Linked DNA regions of Drosophila melanogaster: region 2 is linked to region 1. Evidence: chromatin contacts called from public Hi-C data. All regions are on one chromosome and are shown on one strand. Each heading gives the region's core, a stretch centred on a gene start, on an enhancer-like site or on the middle of the called end of the contact. The rest is flanking DNA. Distances are from core to core; before and after follow the strand shown. Region 1 holds the start of Brf (Brf RNA polymerase III subunit). Region 2 holds the start of CG5823.

Evidence for each region. Hi-C and Micro-C count contacts between places; a contact is called where the count stands out from the background.
Region 2: a Hi-C map of the Kc167 cell line shows a contact between it and region 1, with 2.0 times the contacts expected there. The contact joins the promoter of CG5823 here to the promoter of Brf in region 1. A contact is called at or near these places in 30 of 107 Hi-C or Micro-C datasets (the D17-c3 cell line, the Kc167 cell line, the ML-DmBG3-c2 cell line and 11 more) and 4 of 6 datasets of contacts at active chromatin or transcription factors (the Kc167 cell line and the S2 cell line).

The regions. Positions count from the first base shown.
Region 1 is chr3R:17,388,346-17,395,508 of dm6, forward strand. It overlaps Brf (Brf RNA polymerase III subunit), which reads right to left and starts at 2,992. Exons shown (of 7, transcript NM_142359.3): 1 at 2,745-2,992; 2 at 2,315-2,683; 3 at 2,151-2,255. The coding sequence starts at 2,817. It overlaps lute (lute,), which reads left to right. Exons shown (of 6, transcript NM_001260221.1): 5 at 1-39; 6 at 98-1,920. The coding sequence ends at 635. sds22 reads left to right here and starts at 3,249. Exons shown (of 2, transcript NM_142362.4): 1 at 3,249-3,362; 2 at 3,436-4,675. The coding sequence starts at 3,584. The coding sequence ends at 4,564. CREG (Cellular Repressor of E1A-stimulated Genes) reads right to left here and starts at 6,295. Exons shown (of 4, transcript NM_169756.2): 1 at 6,191-6,295; 2 at 5,471-5,921; 3 at 5,328-5,409; 4 at 4,927-5,255. The coding sequence starts at 5,914. The coding sequence ends at 5,146. It also overlaps Sur-8 and asRNA:CR44160.
Region 2 is chr3R:17,531,024-17,538,186 of dm6, forward strand. CG5823 reads right to left here and starts at 3,564. Exons shown (of 4, transcript NM_142374.3): 1 at 3,096-3,564; 2 at 2,600-3,034; 3 at 2,237-2,307; 4 at 1,302-2,176. The coding sequence starts at 2,900. The coding sequence ends at 1,697. P5cr-2 (Pyrroline-5-carboxylate reductase-like 2) reads left to right here and starts at 3,792. Exons shown (of 4, transcript NM_001275741.1): 1 at 3,792-3,860; 2 at 3,930-4,028; 3 at 5,010-5,675; 4 at 5,748-6,113. The coding sequence starts at 4,013. The coding sequence ends at 5,824. l(3)07882 (lethal (3) 07882) reads right to left here. Exons shown (of 3, transcript NM_001316506.1): 2 at 6,333-7,163; 3 at 4,510-6,271. The coding sequence ends at 6,166.

The DNA.
Region 1 (7,163 bases), core at 1,742-4,241:
CGGGCGCTGTGATTCAATTCAGTTTTCTGTTGATCGAAGGTAAGTTCTATCTAACAAATGGTTATTGGATTAAGGTAATTAAAACTGAAAATTTCAGAATTTTCATTGTGGGTTTTGGACTGTACGGCTCGTCGACTGGTGCTGCCAACTACAACGTAAAGATCGAACTTAAACGCCTGGGCCGCACGCTTGCAGAGAACGACACCAAGTTCTTCTCGGACGGATCAAGCAACACGTTCCACGTCTTCTTCGAGAATCCCATCCAGATCGAGCCCGAGTGTTATTATACCGCCTCCGTAATTCTCGATGGAAACGAGCTTAGCTTCTTTGGCCAGGAGGGCATGTCCGAGGTGCTAATGGGCAATGTGACATTCCAGTTCCAGTGCTCGTCGGAGAGCACCAACGGCACCGGAGTTCAGGGCGGCCAAATCCCAGAGTTAATCTTCTACGGACCCACCACAGTGACAGCAATGAGCTCGCCCACCAATTCACTGTGTCCCACGCCAATTGGTGGCAGTTCCTCCAATGCAGGAGCGACTTCAACCGCAGCAGCCGGAACAGCTGTTCCGAATAGCAGCAATGGATCTGGCAATAACGCCAACAGTTCTGGGGAGGATGGCGACGGAAGCACCTGATGCGCACAGCTCTATTGCGCCGAGTGGCAGGGAGCCTGTTACTACCGCCAACAGCAGCAGCAACAGAGGAGACCAACACAACAATACAAAACACAGCAACCGCAAAAGATACAGATACAAAATCGAAACTCATGGGTTTTCAGTGCAGCACAAGAAAGTAAATTGGAGTTTTAGGCTCATATATATATATATATATATATATATATACCAAGATAGTAGAGTACTCTAGTTTTCATAATAGTCCTATATATAAACATATATATACACGTCAAAGCATAGACACATATATATACACCTCGGCAGTGCGTTTTAAAACTCCAAGACGATTGTCAGTACGTGATCATCTCAAAAAAAAAAGTCAGCCGATGCAAGTCAATCGATATAGGAAATTTGCTATAATTGGAAAGTTTCCTTCGATATCCCAAGTATGTTAAGCAAGTGAAATCAATGGTTTTGCAGTTCTAAAACGCACTGCACATAGTCTGTTGGTAATGCATATAAAGATATTTTCAAAATCGAAAAAGTTGATCATATACACTCTTAACTTTATAGATAAAGATTAGTAGTTGACTCGAAAACTTAATACGTTCCACGACTTAAGAGGGCGGGATGGGGTCATATGGACGCTAATAGAGACGCATAGATACATGCAATAAGTGAAAATCGGGCAATCAGTCAAGCTAGCGTTAACCAATATTCTAAAGACAGTTAAAGGGAGAGTGGACAAAAGCTAATACGATATATACCAAACATATTTTTGCCAGCATATACCTAACATATACACACATCTGATCTGATAATGATAAACTATAGTCCTAAACACTTCGAGGGAGAATAGGCCATGTTAATAGTTGCATACGACGAATTTGAAACCCAAGTTAACCAGTTAACGAAATAGCAAACAAAAATGAAATCAAGGGATCTTGTACGAGATGCGCACAAAATCCCCCCTACATATATATTCAAATATTAATCTTGTAGTACGCATTATATCTATTTCGTAGTTGTTCCATTATATCTCTCATACATACACAATATGCCTTTCTACTGATACTAAGCCCCGTACTTCTCCTGTGCATTATTATAGCCTGCTGAGCGCAACAATCAGTTTTACGTTTGTATTTCGGATTTCTTTGGAAATTGTACTGATTTTTTGCTTTTGATAAGACAATTATGGTTTTTATATACATATATCTATATAAAATGTTATCCTGTATTGATTATGAATCTATTACCATTATGTACTTTAATCAAACAAAATACATTATTAGATTTTTGCGAATTTACTTTCTCAGAGTTGAAGATTTTGGATATTTTGACATCACGTAAGTAGTGCATAAAGAAAACAGGAACGAGTAGAGTATTGTTAAATACCTGATAAAAGGAAAGCAAGCAAATCTAACAAACCCAACAAAATATTTTTAAAAAAACAAAAATTAAGAGTGGAGCTATGGCTTGACTTGACTGTGGATTGGGATTTAGGTGTATAGTTTAGTATTCACAACGTTCACTCACCCAGAGAAGGTATGTTGATACAAAGGGCATGCGATAACTTTAAGTAGGTACGACCAAGCTCATAGGAACAGATTTGCTGTACGTCGCTGATGTCGATGAGGAGATCTGTGAAGATATGAGCAGTCAATAAGCTACTCTTTAGGCAAAATGAATGCACTACTCACGGGAGGTGCCCTCTGTCCTGCAGGTCATGTACACGCAAGCGGCGTAGATGTGGGTGCTCTTCCTACCGCGGGTCAGATGCCTACCCAATGCCATCTTGAAGAAATTCAGAGCAGTATCTGCATAGTGCTGGGATAGCTGCAGCTGCTGGCAGAGTAGTGTGATGTCCTTCTTGGCCTTTTTGATGGTCACCTCGCGGGATTCGGTGCCCGATCCCACCTGAAACTTGCCGTAGCCATAGTTGGTGGCACCGCCCGACGACTCGGCGGACACAAACTGGCCAATTGCGGCTGCTCCATGGCCAACTTCCTCGAACTGCACTTCGGAAACAATGAGGGAATCCTCCAATACCGAGCCGCAGTTCATGCAAACTACAGTGAATGGGTGAACGTCGTTAGTGTCATGGATATGGGTCCTTGGATGTCATTATACCTCGATCTCCGCGAGCATTGTCTTCCTCGATCTCGTTGGATCCGCAATTGCGACATTTTAGGCCCGTAGACATGATTGTTTGTTCTTTGCTTTAATAAACACTGCCACCTGCAACGCTTCGTTTTTATCCGTTGTTTTGACAGTTTAAACTACTTGTTTGCTGTCATTTGAAAGCCATTTTCGAGTCTTTTTTAAACAATTTGCAATTTGTTGCCAATTGAATCAACACGCTTGGAAAACATCTGATTGAACCCCGCCGGCGTTGCTTAACACTGATGATAGAAGAAGAAATGCTAGAGATGCGCATTTCTCAATCAAGAACGACATTGGCACAACTGCTTGAAAAACTTAAAAGAGATATTAAAATTGTAAAAATTACGTAAAGCTGGTTCCAAAAATTATGTTCTAGTTTATTTGGCAAATTATCAATCAATATTTGTTTTTCATTTACATTGGAATATATAATAATACAGGTTTAGCATCGTGTTCTTAGGTGCACATCTCTAGTAGAAATAGTGTTAAAGTGCCGGTAAGGTGACTAAGTATTTTGTTGACATATTGAACAAGTTGGACCAAAAGGAGTATACAGTCATCTTGGACTTAACTTATAAATATTAAGTAAATATTTTAATACATATTTATTTTAAATTTACATATTTATATTTACCGTGTGTTCTTGCTTTTGTAACAGTGTCAAGCTTTGACGTCATATTTAAAGAAAGTCACCCCACTTTGTTCCACCCTGAGCAGCGGAATAAACAACAAGTCAAGTCAGCGTTCAATTTTCGAAAGTCAACTTGAATTAAAAAAAAAGAAAAGCCGGTCAAAATATATCAGTCATGGGCGATGCTGATCGTGCGATGAACGAACCAGAAGCCGCGAAAACTGTGTCCGGAATCCAGGTGATTCCCGCCGAGGATGTGGCTTCCATTGAGGATATAATCACAATCGATCCGGACTGCTACGAGCTTGATCTGAATCATCGCCGGATCGAGAAGCTGGAGAACTTCGAGCCGCTGACTCGAATCGAGCGCCTGTTTCTGCGCTGGAATCTGATCAAGAAAATCGAGAACTTGTCCAGCCTGAAAACACTGATTGAGCTGGAGCTGTATGACAACCAGATCACCAAGATTGAGAATTTGGACGACTTGCCCCACCTGGAGGTGCTGGACATTAGCTTCAATCGTCTGACGAAGATAGAGAACCTTGACAAGCTGGTCAAGCTGGAGAAGGTCTACTTTGTGTCGAACCGGATAACCCAAATCGAGAACCTGGACATGCTCACCAATCTGACCATGCTAGAGCTGGGGGATAACAAACTGAAGAAGATCGAAAACATCGAAATGCTCGTGAATCTACGACAGCTCTTCCTGGGCAAAAATAAGATAGCAAAGATCGAGAACTTGGACACATTGGTCAATTTGGAGATACTCAGTCTACAGGCCAATCGCATTGTAAAAATCGAGAACCTTGAAAAGCTTGCCAACCTCCGCGAACTCTACGTTTCGGAAAACGGAGTGGAAACCATTGAAAACCTCTCGGAGAACACCAAATTGGAGACCCTCGACTTGGCCAAGAACCGGTTGAAGGGCATTGCCAATCTGGAAAAGCTGGAACTGCTCGAGGAGCTGTGGCTGAACCACAACGGAGTCGATGACTGGAAGGACATTGAGCTGTTGAAGGTGAACAAGGCGCTGCAGACCATCTACCTGGAGTACAATCCGCTGGCCAAGGATGTTCGCTACCGCTCCAAACTGCGCGACATACTGCCGCAGCTGCAGAAGATTGATGCCACCCTGTGCAAGGTGCCCGGTACCTAGATGGAACCACTGTAAACCCCTTGAAAGACTAATCCACGGCGTTGCGCCACTACATTTATATCGATTAACTTTGAAAAACTGCGTTTAAAATATACATACAAATTAACCACTAATGGTTCTATCTACGAATTGGTGGGTGCAGTGATTTAGTTTGCTTTCAGAAGAAGGTATATTTGGATAAGTTACTCAAAGCGTGAAGTTTACCTAATGAGTCAGATAAATTATCCATCTAGGCTACCGCCTAACATATAAAACTAAAAAGTATTTTATATATACACATAAATAATGTAAATTGAATCTAAAAAGATGAAAACATTTTAGTTAAACAATTCTGGTTTCTCTTAAACCAAAACAATACATTTCAGTATGTCAGAGTACATTCAACGGAATGTATTTTTATTTATATCAAAGTTATTGTTCTATCGATTGAAATCACAGAGCTCAACTGATAAGTGGCTTTCATAAAGGCCTTTGTCTTCATTCTTTCCCTTTGTGGCAGACATGTTGTGCAAATATGCTTATCATTTCATTTTTTGACAAAGTATATGAGGCGTCAGTTGGATTGCTTTTGGAGGAGTTCATCAATTCGAAACAGCGTAATAGTCAGAGGCGCTCACTTTATGAGGACCTCCATAGAAGTCCAGAACAAAGATATTGCTAATTTCCAGTTCGCAAAGGTAGAAATTGTGAGCTGTAAAAGAAACAACGTATTTATTATTAGTACATACATATCGAGCTCTTAATGAGGTTCGCTTTCACCAACCTTTTACCCAATTGATGGCAGCTGGATGACGCCTCACATAGGCATCCAGCGATGGCTGATAGCTTTTGTCGCTAGGATCCATCTTCAAATGAGCCAAAACATTCTTAATCCATTTTAAATAGGATTTAATTCATTTTTCATACCTTCTTCACCTGTCCACTGATCATGGAACGGGCACATGTAGGCTCCATGGGATCCTTTCCGCCCTCCTTGCATCTTAGGGTCTGCTCGTCACTGAACAGGAGTGTGACCTTGTTGTCCTTCTGCCAGTCGGGACCAGTGAAGTCCAAATCGGTTAGCAGGAATCGAATACGTCCAGTGGACCTGTTATTAGCATCGCTGTCGTCGATGGAGATAATGTTGACCATGGGATACCCCTTCACCCGTTCGTTGGTGGAGAGACTTCCCACAGCCGCCCAATTGGCGCGATGGACCAAATCTCTGGCGATCTTGGCGTGATTTAACTCTTGCTCTCGCTTATATTCTCTAATTATACGCTCATCTTTCCGGCGGGAGTAACCGGAAGAGGGGTCCAGGCTCACGAGGGCCAAAATCAGGGCGAATAGTAGGGAGTGAAAGGTTTTCATGGCTAGACTGCAAGTATAACGATGCGGTTCTGAAAGATCACTGAACACTGGACAGCTGACGGGTCAGCATTTATGGACAGGGAATTCGCAATGACTGGCTTATCTTCCGGTCATCGTAATCGCGTATAATCCGCACTTTTAGTACTCTCTCTGATTCACGATGTAGGCCGTAAACAAAGCGGACTACGGATAGCGTTGACCTTTTACGCCTCTTTCATTTTCTCTGTGCGCCGCATTCTGCCAGTAATGCCCATATATATATGTATTTATGCCTACCTGGAGGATCTGGACTAATGGCCCCTGTCGGTACTTCTGCTTTGCGATTTGTTTGTCAACTGACTGGGCTACTATTGCGCCTTTATTATCACCTGCTTCGAGTACAAAGAACCACAACCAGCTGTTTTCAGCAGGTACCTCGGATGCGGTGGGGTGTATGTGACGCATATGTTCGTGCATTTTTCTCAGTTCTTCTCAGTCTCTCAAAAATCCATTAGTGTCTTTTATTACAAGATGATTTTAAATGCGCCCCATTAACTGGTTATTTTGAGCACTTAGTCAGTAATGTATGCAGAAAGCAGCGATAAATTGTAAATAAAAACGAATATCTAATTAATTAAAGTTTGGACTTTAGGAATAAGAATAATGTGTGTGGTAAATTTTAACTTTCAAAGAAAACAGCTGCCGTAAAATTAAATCACCATTGAGATTAAATAGTTTGATGTAAAGGAAAATAAAATTTAAGAATTATTTTAACAAATTCCTTTTGGGTAAATTGGCAAGCCGAGTAAAAACGTAACACCAAACTAGTTAGCCATTCGTAGTCCGAGGGTACCAACCGAGCGATCATCCAATAACGGTGGCATACAGCATTGCCAGCTTGAATAAAGTAGACTGCTATAAAACTAGGCTCGTATAAGCAGATCTTGAGCAGAGATTGGTGTAGTTTAACATTTTGTTTTCTTTTATTTTGCAAATATGTAGGTATGCTTAAATATGATTTTTGTTTTTAGGAGTATCATTATGCTTGACTTAATCATCTTTACCATATAACTTGTACATTTCACTTTCATTTAACTTGACCTCAATTAACATTTATTGTTTCTATTTGCGATTGGCTCGAAATTTCGCCAAACTCTGGTTCTGAATATCCACCGTGTGTGTTGTGTTTTCATTATTCTAGTGTGCGATTATTAGTTTAACATTTATTTGTATTTCTGTTACATTTACGTTTTTTATTTTTGTATATTTT
Region 2 (7,163 bases), core at 2,314-4,813, 140 kb after region 1:
TAGCCCGGGAGCATCGACATTTATTGCCGTCAACTAATGTCCTGCAGCTATTTGTTGGACATTTAAGCCTGGCACATTTTGGGGATTTCAGCTCGGCGGCGAACAATGAACTCCTTGGACCCACAATGCCAGTGACCTCTTTTCGGGCAAACTGAAGCTTATAAATGCCAAGAACAAATGAGCAAAAATTGCACATCCGCCCGAGCATCAAAAGGATAAGGCGGAAGTGCAGGAGACACTTCGGACTTAGACGCCAGTTGCCATCCTGGTGGGTACTCAAAATAAATTTCGAGCAAAAAGCACAAGCGATTCCGAAATCCCCGCCCATCGGCAGCCCGCATAAAAATACTCGATGACAGGACCAGAAATGTCTCGGTTATGGGGTCTGTGTGTCTTGGACTCTTTGGCCATCCGGGATATCATTTAATGTTGTGTATCTTCTGGTGGTTTTCTCCCTCAGTGCAGCCGAAATTGGCTTAAACTGTTGCAAGTTCATAAAACAAACAACCAAATTTGAAAAGTTGCGAGTGCCAGCCGCAGTCGGAAACTTTGCCATGCTGCCTGAACTTGAAATTTACGTTAGTTAAATTATCAACTTCAGCGTCTGGCCAAAAAAACTTTCTGTGCAAAACAAAGTCGTCGCTGCGTCCTTTTATTTTAAAGGAGTTTGCCGCGTCTGCTGGGTAATCGGATTTTCTTTTCCCGAATTTTCTAATAATTCTAAACTCTCTTCTCTATAAATCTGTTATTGTTCAGCAAGTATTTTATTTTCCTGGAAAACTATTAAAACGACTTTAAATCTATAAAATATTCCTACAAAGCGAATATATCGTATAAATATATATACTGGTTATAGATAGTTTTAAAAAAAAATCATAGTATTATTCTGTAGTTTTTACTTCAAAGACATAGATTGTTTTTACTTCAAAGACATAGATTGTGGTAACCACAATTCACTGTAACCATCGAACTTGGTCCGCAACGCCCACTTCCAGGAGTAATAAGCGTCATGTGTGTAATTTCGGCTTAAGATGGCCAACAATGTAAGCGGTTTAAATGTGTAACATTGTTGCCCAGCCAGGCATCAGTTTATTGGATTTGGCCGTACTTAGCTAGTGTGAGGAAAAATTATTGCCGACTGCCAGCGGACTTTGCTTCATACTTAAGCCGCTTAGCCAGCGAAAAGCCAACTACAAATTACAACTTATTATACAAGTTGAATCATCCAACATCCAAGCAATTTGTGGCGACTGAAAATGAAGATCCATTTAATAATCAAGAAACGCACACATATATTGGTTAATTTGTACACGAGCTCATATGTTGCCGGGCTTCTTTATTCATTTACAAACATATTTCTGGCATTATTCACGTTGCATTAAACTAGGCGTTAATAGTAATGAATACATAACAAAACAATTTTTAAATTTCACAAGTCGAGTTCTGAATTGTGTGTTCTTGTGTTTTCAAATTTTGCTGCCGATAATTTTCAGACTAAGTCAGCAATCGTGGGAATCGTGGGAATGGATGCCGGGGGTCTAGTGCGGTTGTTTTTGAATCAAGCGGGGTATGTAAATACTTCTCAAGCGGTATACAATCCACGAAGACTATTTTAAAGTAAACTAGATTAGATATGCACACGCATACGGATGTGTAACTATTTCTTTATATAAATATAGAGGCTGTGTCGGTAATTCTATTCCTGATTCAGGTTCTTGATCACGTAATTAACAATGAGGGCAAAAATTGCAAAGCAGATAATGATCACCAGGTTTGAATAGACGGACTGCCAGTTTAGATAGGAGTTCCGTGCACTATTCTGGACCGCCGCTCCTCCGCCGCTGGCCAAATCCGCCTGACCCGCCGCCCCGCCATCGATTGCGTCCGCTGCATTCAGTGGATTGGCCAAGCCGCCCACCGCCAGATTGCCATCCGCAGATGCCAGGCTCGCTCCGTTGGCCAGTCCGTTGGAACGCTTTACTCCATTGGCAGCGGGTCCGTCCACAGCAGCTGCCGCCTGTGTTCCTCGCAGCCGCTGCTTGATCTCTTCGACTATCTCCGGAAACAGCTCACAGAAGTTGGTGTTGCGCAGGTTAAATGCTAGTGATTTTTGAGCAAACATTTGCTTGTCATAGTTCGATGATTCGATGGATCCGAGTGTGGGTGTGCTCTCCAGCTGTGAAGGATTTAAGATTGGCTTACTCAAACGTATGATCATGTATTCGTAATAACTCACCATGAAGCTCAGCAGTCCAGTGAGAATGGTGCCTACGCACCAAGTCGGGTTCCAAGTGTCCGGATGAAAATCTGAAAATCCCAATAGGGTTGATAAGTTATATGTTTGGAACAATAGAATCTAAACAGATCTAAACAGATACACGAATATCTATTTGAAAGGTCGCAAAAAACATGTTTGACTAAGCCACAAAGTCCATCGGCTTCGTCAAACATAACTAAAACTATTCAGCGTTCAAAGTTAATGGTAGTCTTTAAGCCTGTAGTTACTACCCATTCTTTAATGTTCTACTACTGTGACAACCAATCCGCTTTATTTCTAGCTGTGGATTCGGACTCCTACGGATATGGAACTGACACATACCTGATATACTCAAACACAGTCTGGTGTTGGTCTTGAAGCGACCGTTCGGCGTCAGCATGTAGATGGATGGCGGCTTGAATGGGAACTCGCGCGGAAAGAGCAGGGTGCCGTGGTAGTAGCCGCCGTAGTAGGGCGAGTCCTCCGGCCCCTTGACGCAGTAGTGCCACTCGAGGATGTTGTTGGGCAGCGGCTCGGCGGTTATGTACGGCAGGGGATCCCGCTTGAGGCGCATATAGTCCTGCTTCATGCGCGACACAGCAGTGGGTTGCTTCCGGCCGCCGGACGTCGACGACGAGGACATGGTGTTGTTTTGGTTTTGCTAATTTTTAACGAACTTAATTACTACCGCCCAAGTTTGAAAACCTAAACTATGATCGAACACGACTGGCCTACTGGTTTTTCTCTCACTGTAGCAGATAAGATAGCGACGTGGCCCTGTGGAATAATTTGCAAATCAATTATACTCGTATCTGGTCGCATAAATACCAATACGTACCGTCCTTCTCCAGAATTTCGAAGCTGTCGAAGATTCTTGTTCGGTGTGTTTATCATGCGATGGATTTCAGTCTCGCCAGCTCGGTTGTTTATTGTTTGCTTTTCTAGTACTGGCAGCCAACCTCGGTAACAAGTGCGTTTTCTAATTGTTGTTGCTGCTGTTACTGCGTTTTTGTTGATTTTTTTTTAAATTGCAATGAAATTGAGTGAGAAAACAACGCACATATACAGGCGCACACGACCGACACCCGCACACACACACTCACACACGTGTAGGGGACAACTAGGGCTTGACTTTGGTAAATTTTGGTAGTATCACGAGCTTACTCCGCTACAGTGGATGCCCCTAATTCGTATTAATCACTTGTGGGGTTATATATCCGGGTTTGGAGCTGGCAATATCTTAATTTAATCTTTTATTTTGGCATGAAGAGTTTAGTGGTACCGTGTGCGGAAGTAAGTTTCATCTCCAGTTTAGTGTTACCAGAGTCTATGTTGGCTTCCTCACCACGTGGTGAAGGAGGGAAACTTTGCTGCATACGGTGAGAAAATTGGATGGAGTGGTGTATGTATCCGCTAATTAACTGACTCTCAAATCTGTGCAATTCTTTGAAAACAGTAAATATAGATCTTTTAGTTTTAGCCGATTTGCTGGACTATCAAATACCCGTTACTTAATGCGAGATATGATAAAAAGAAGAAAGAACTCTTTTCGAAAATTGCTTACTAGGCGGTATCTACTTTCCAACGTATCTAGTATACCCGGGTATGTCCCAAAATCCCTATGGCAATATTTTGTAATATACAAAGTAAATACTTTGGTTTTCTAATGTAGCCCTTTACAAATAAGCATGTGTATATCGCCTCTACTGTTATCACGCTCACATTGATAACGATTGTTATCTCTTAAAGTGCGGAATGTTTTTGAAACTTGGTAAGTAAGGATTGCCAAAGAGTACAGCTATATAGAAATTTATAGAAATGGAATCCAAAACACGAAAGTGGATCAACGCACGATTACAGGGATTACAGGGCATCGGCATCTCGCATTAATTTGGACTTCGTCACGCCGATTAATGGGTGAATGAGTTGCGGATGACAGTTGTTCTAAATGATAAGGAAATACAACGGCGGGCAAAATATTAGCAATCGCGGCACTTGAACTGTATTTTAAACTACATATTATATATAATCAATATTATCAATCAATATTATAATTGATTGTTATATAAGCTGAAATCATAATAACTTCACTTTAAATAATGGGTTGTAATTTATGATCTATTAAAAATTTGTCTCTATCTTAAGTGGATTTTAATGACTATTTTTATTCAAATATAATTCGATTGTAAAACAGCACTATTAATAGTTTAATGTTTTCTTTATTTACAATGTGTGAAAAGTTCTTAGTATTTATTATTATTTTGCCCCGCTGTCGATTGCCGAACCCACACATAGGAACCTCAATGATAAGCTCAGATCGCTGGGTGTGTTGTTCCCTCAACGCAGGGGATTGGGAGGGGGTTGGCCGGGCAAGATTTCTTATCAATCCTCGCGTCTGTTTTTGGTCAACGCCGGCGGCGGGCGCACAGTTGCCGTTCCACCAGCAGAAAGTTCAGTACTCACAGTCCGCGGACTTTTTAACCCATTAACTAATGTCGGCAATCGGAAAGATCGGATTCCTGGGAGGCGGGAATATGGCCAAGGCTTTGGCTAAGGGTTTCCTAGCGGCCGGTGAGAAAGCCACTAATAAAATAGATTTGTAGTCTGACATACTTTGTGCTAGACAATAGATAAGACACACTTGGATATGCAATATATATATGAACTAACATCATCTTATAATTAGATACAAAAGGATAGGACGTTAAGGATTTCATCATATAATCGCCAAATTTCCTAATTCATTTCCTAGGCCTGGCCAAACCCAATACCCTGATAGCCAGCGTCCATCCGGCAGATAAGCTCTCCCTGCAGTCCTTTCAATCCCTGGGAGTGGAAACAGTGATCAAGAATGCACCCGTTGTGCAGCAATCGGATGTGGTCTTCGTGTCCGTGAAACCCCAAGTGGTTCCCTCGGTTTTGTCGGAGATTCAGCCATTGAGCTCGGGCAAACTATTCCTTTCCGTGGCCATGGGCATCACTTTGTCCACCATCGAGTCCAGTTTATCTCCACAAGCTCGCGTCATCCGTGTGATGCCCAATCTGCCGGCTGTCGTGTGTTCCGGTTGTTCGGTTTTCGTTCGCGGATCCAAGGCCACAGATGCAGATGCGGATATTACCCAGAAGCTGCTGCAGTCCGTGGGCACTTGTGAGCCGGTGGATGAGTCCCAGTTGGATGTGGTTACTGCTCTGAGCGGAAGTGGACCGGCCTATGTATTCGTGATGATTGAGGCCTTGGCGGATGGAGCCGTTCACATGGGCATGCCCAGGGATCTGGCCTATCGTTTGGCATCGCAAACAGTCCTGGGCGCAGGTCACATGGTGCGGGACAGTGGTATGCATCCCGGACAACTCAAGGATGGGGTCACAAGTCCGGCGGGATCGACAGCAGCGGCACTCAGACAACTCGAGCTGTCAGGTAAGTTGGGATGATGACGCCGATGACGCACTCGCTTATCGCCGCCACTTCAACCTTTGATGTCGATTGCAGGTTTTCGGGCTGCGGTGTCTGGAGCGGTGGAACAGGCGACTCTGCGATGCCGGCAAATCTCGGGAAAGACGAAGTAGGCACATAGGATTATCATATACATATACGTACATTGGGGTGGGTCAATTTTGTTATTAAAGTTATAGTAGTTAAAGGAAGTCGTTAAATTTTGTTGCTTCTTGAAGAAACATGTTTTTAATTTGGAAATGTATGTTGGTGCTATAGTGCTTTCAAAGAGCAATGATGAGATGTTTCATTTTAATCGACCCACCCTTGTGCTTAATCTGGGTTAGTAGCTTTGCATAACTATAAAAACTGTGAAGGCCGATTTCGTGATACTAAAATATAAGCAACACTGCTATATTCTTTACTCTCAGCTTTGTTTATAGTCTAGCTAAAAATAACTAATTCAAAGTCGAGCCTAGAACTTCTTCTTCTTTTTGGCCCGGGACAGCTCATTGAGCTCGCCCTGTTGCACGGATGCCTCCTGGTAAATGCGCTTAACCTTCTCGTGGCGCTCCTTGTCACTGTGGATATGAAATACAATAGATTAGAAAGGAACGGTTAAATTGTAAATGGAACACAAACCTTTGCAGGGTCTGTTTGAGCCTAAGCATCTGAACGAAGGACGTATCTCTGCGTATTTCTCGAATGGCACCCTTCTTCTCGCGCTTGATCTTGTGCAGCAGTTTGGCCCGCTCTTCCTTGGCCTTGGACATCTTGGGACGACGTTTGTCATCGTAAACCGCCTCGAATCGAGGTTCCAGCAGCCTAAGAGCCTTGGGTTTCTTTTCCGCCGGAGCCAAGGGTTTCATTTTCTGCGCAGCTAGCTTCTCCGCCAGTTCGGTGGCATCCTTGTGGTGCTGATGCACATGCTCGGGGTAAGACTCCAGTGGAAGGCGGGAGAGTAGTGCCAAAAAGGGTTGGGCCAGGTAGCAGGCACCCACATGCTCTTCCACCAGTTGGAGAGCTTCCTTGATTAGCAGGAGGGAAGTGTCCAGTGCTCGAACCTTGAAATCTGGAGTGATCGTCTGGGTGACCAAGTCAGTAGGCTGCAGCTGTTGGGGCTCCAACTTCGTGGATTCCGTGTTAGCTGGAAGTGCTAGGAGCTTGCTCAATGGACCATCACGCTCAAAAGGCGGCGTGATCTCCAACTGTTCCACATCCCTCTTCGGTATGGACATGTGTACAATGCCCTGCAGGAAGTTGAATACGGCTGGAACCAGTCTCTTGGATTGGGACACAAACTCCAAGACTACGGTGACCAGGAACAAACCCATAGATATTTCCTGACGCGTTCGCACTCGTGATCTGGACAGGACGTGTTGTATGAATATAAAGCAAGGAGTGACCACCGGATGGCGGAAATCGGAAGTCGAGTACAAGTTGGCCACTAGTTTGAAGTACACCAAAGTGTCA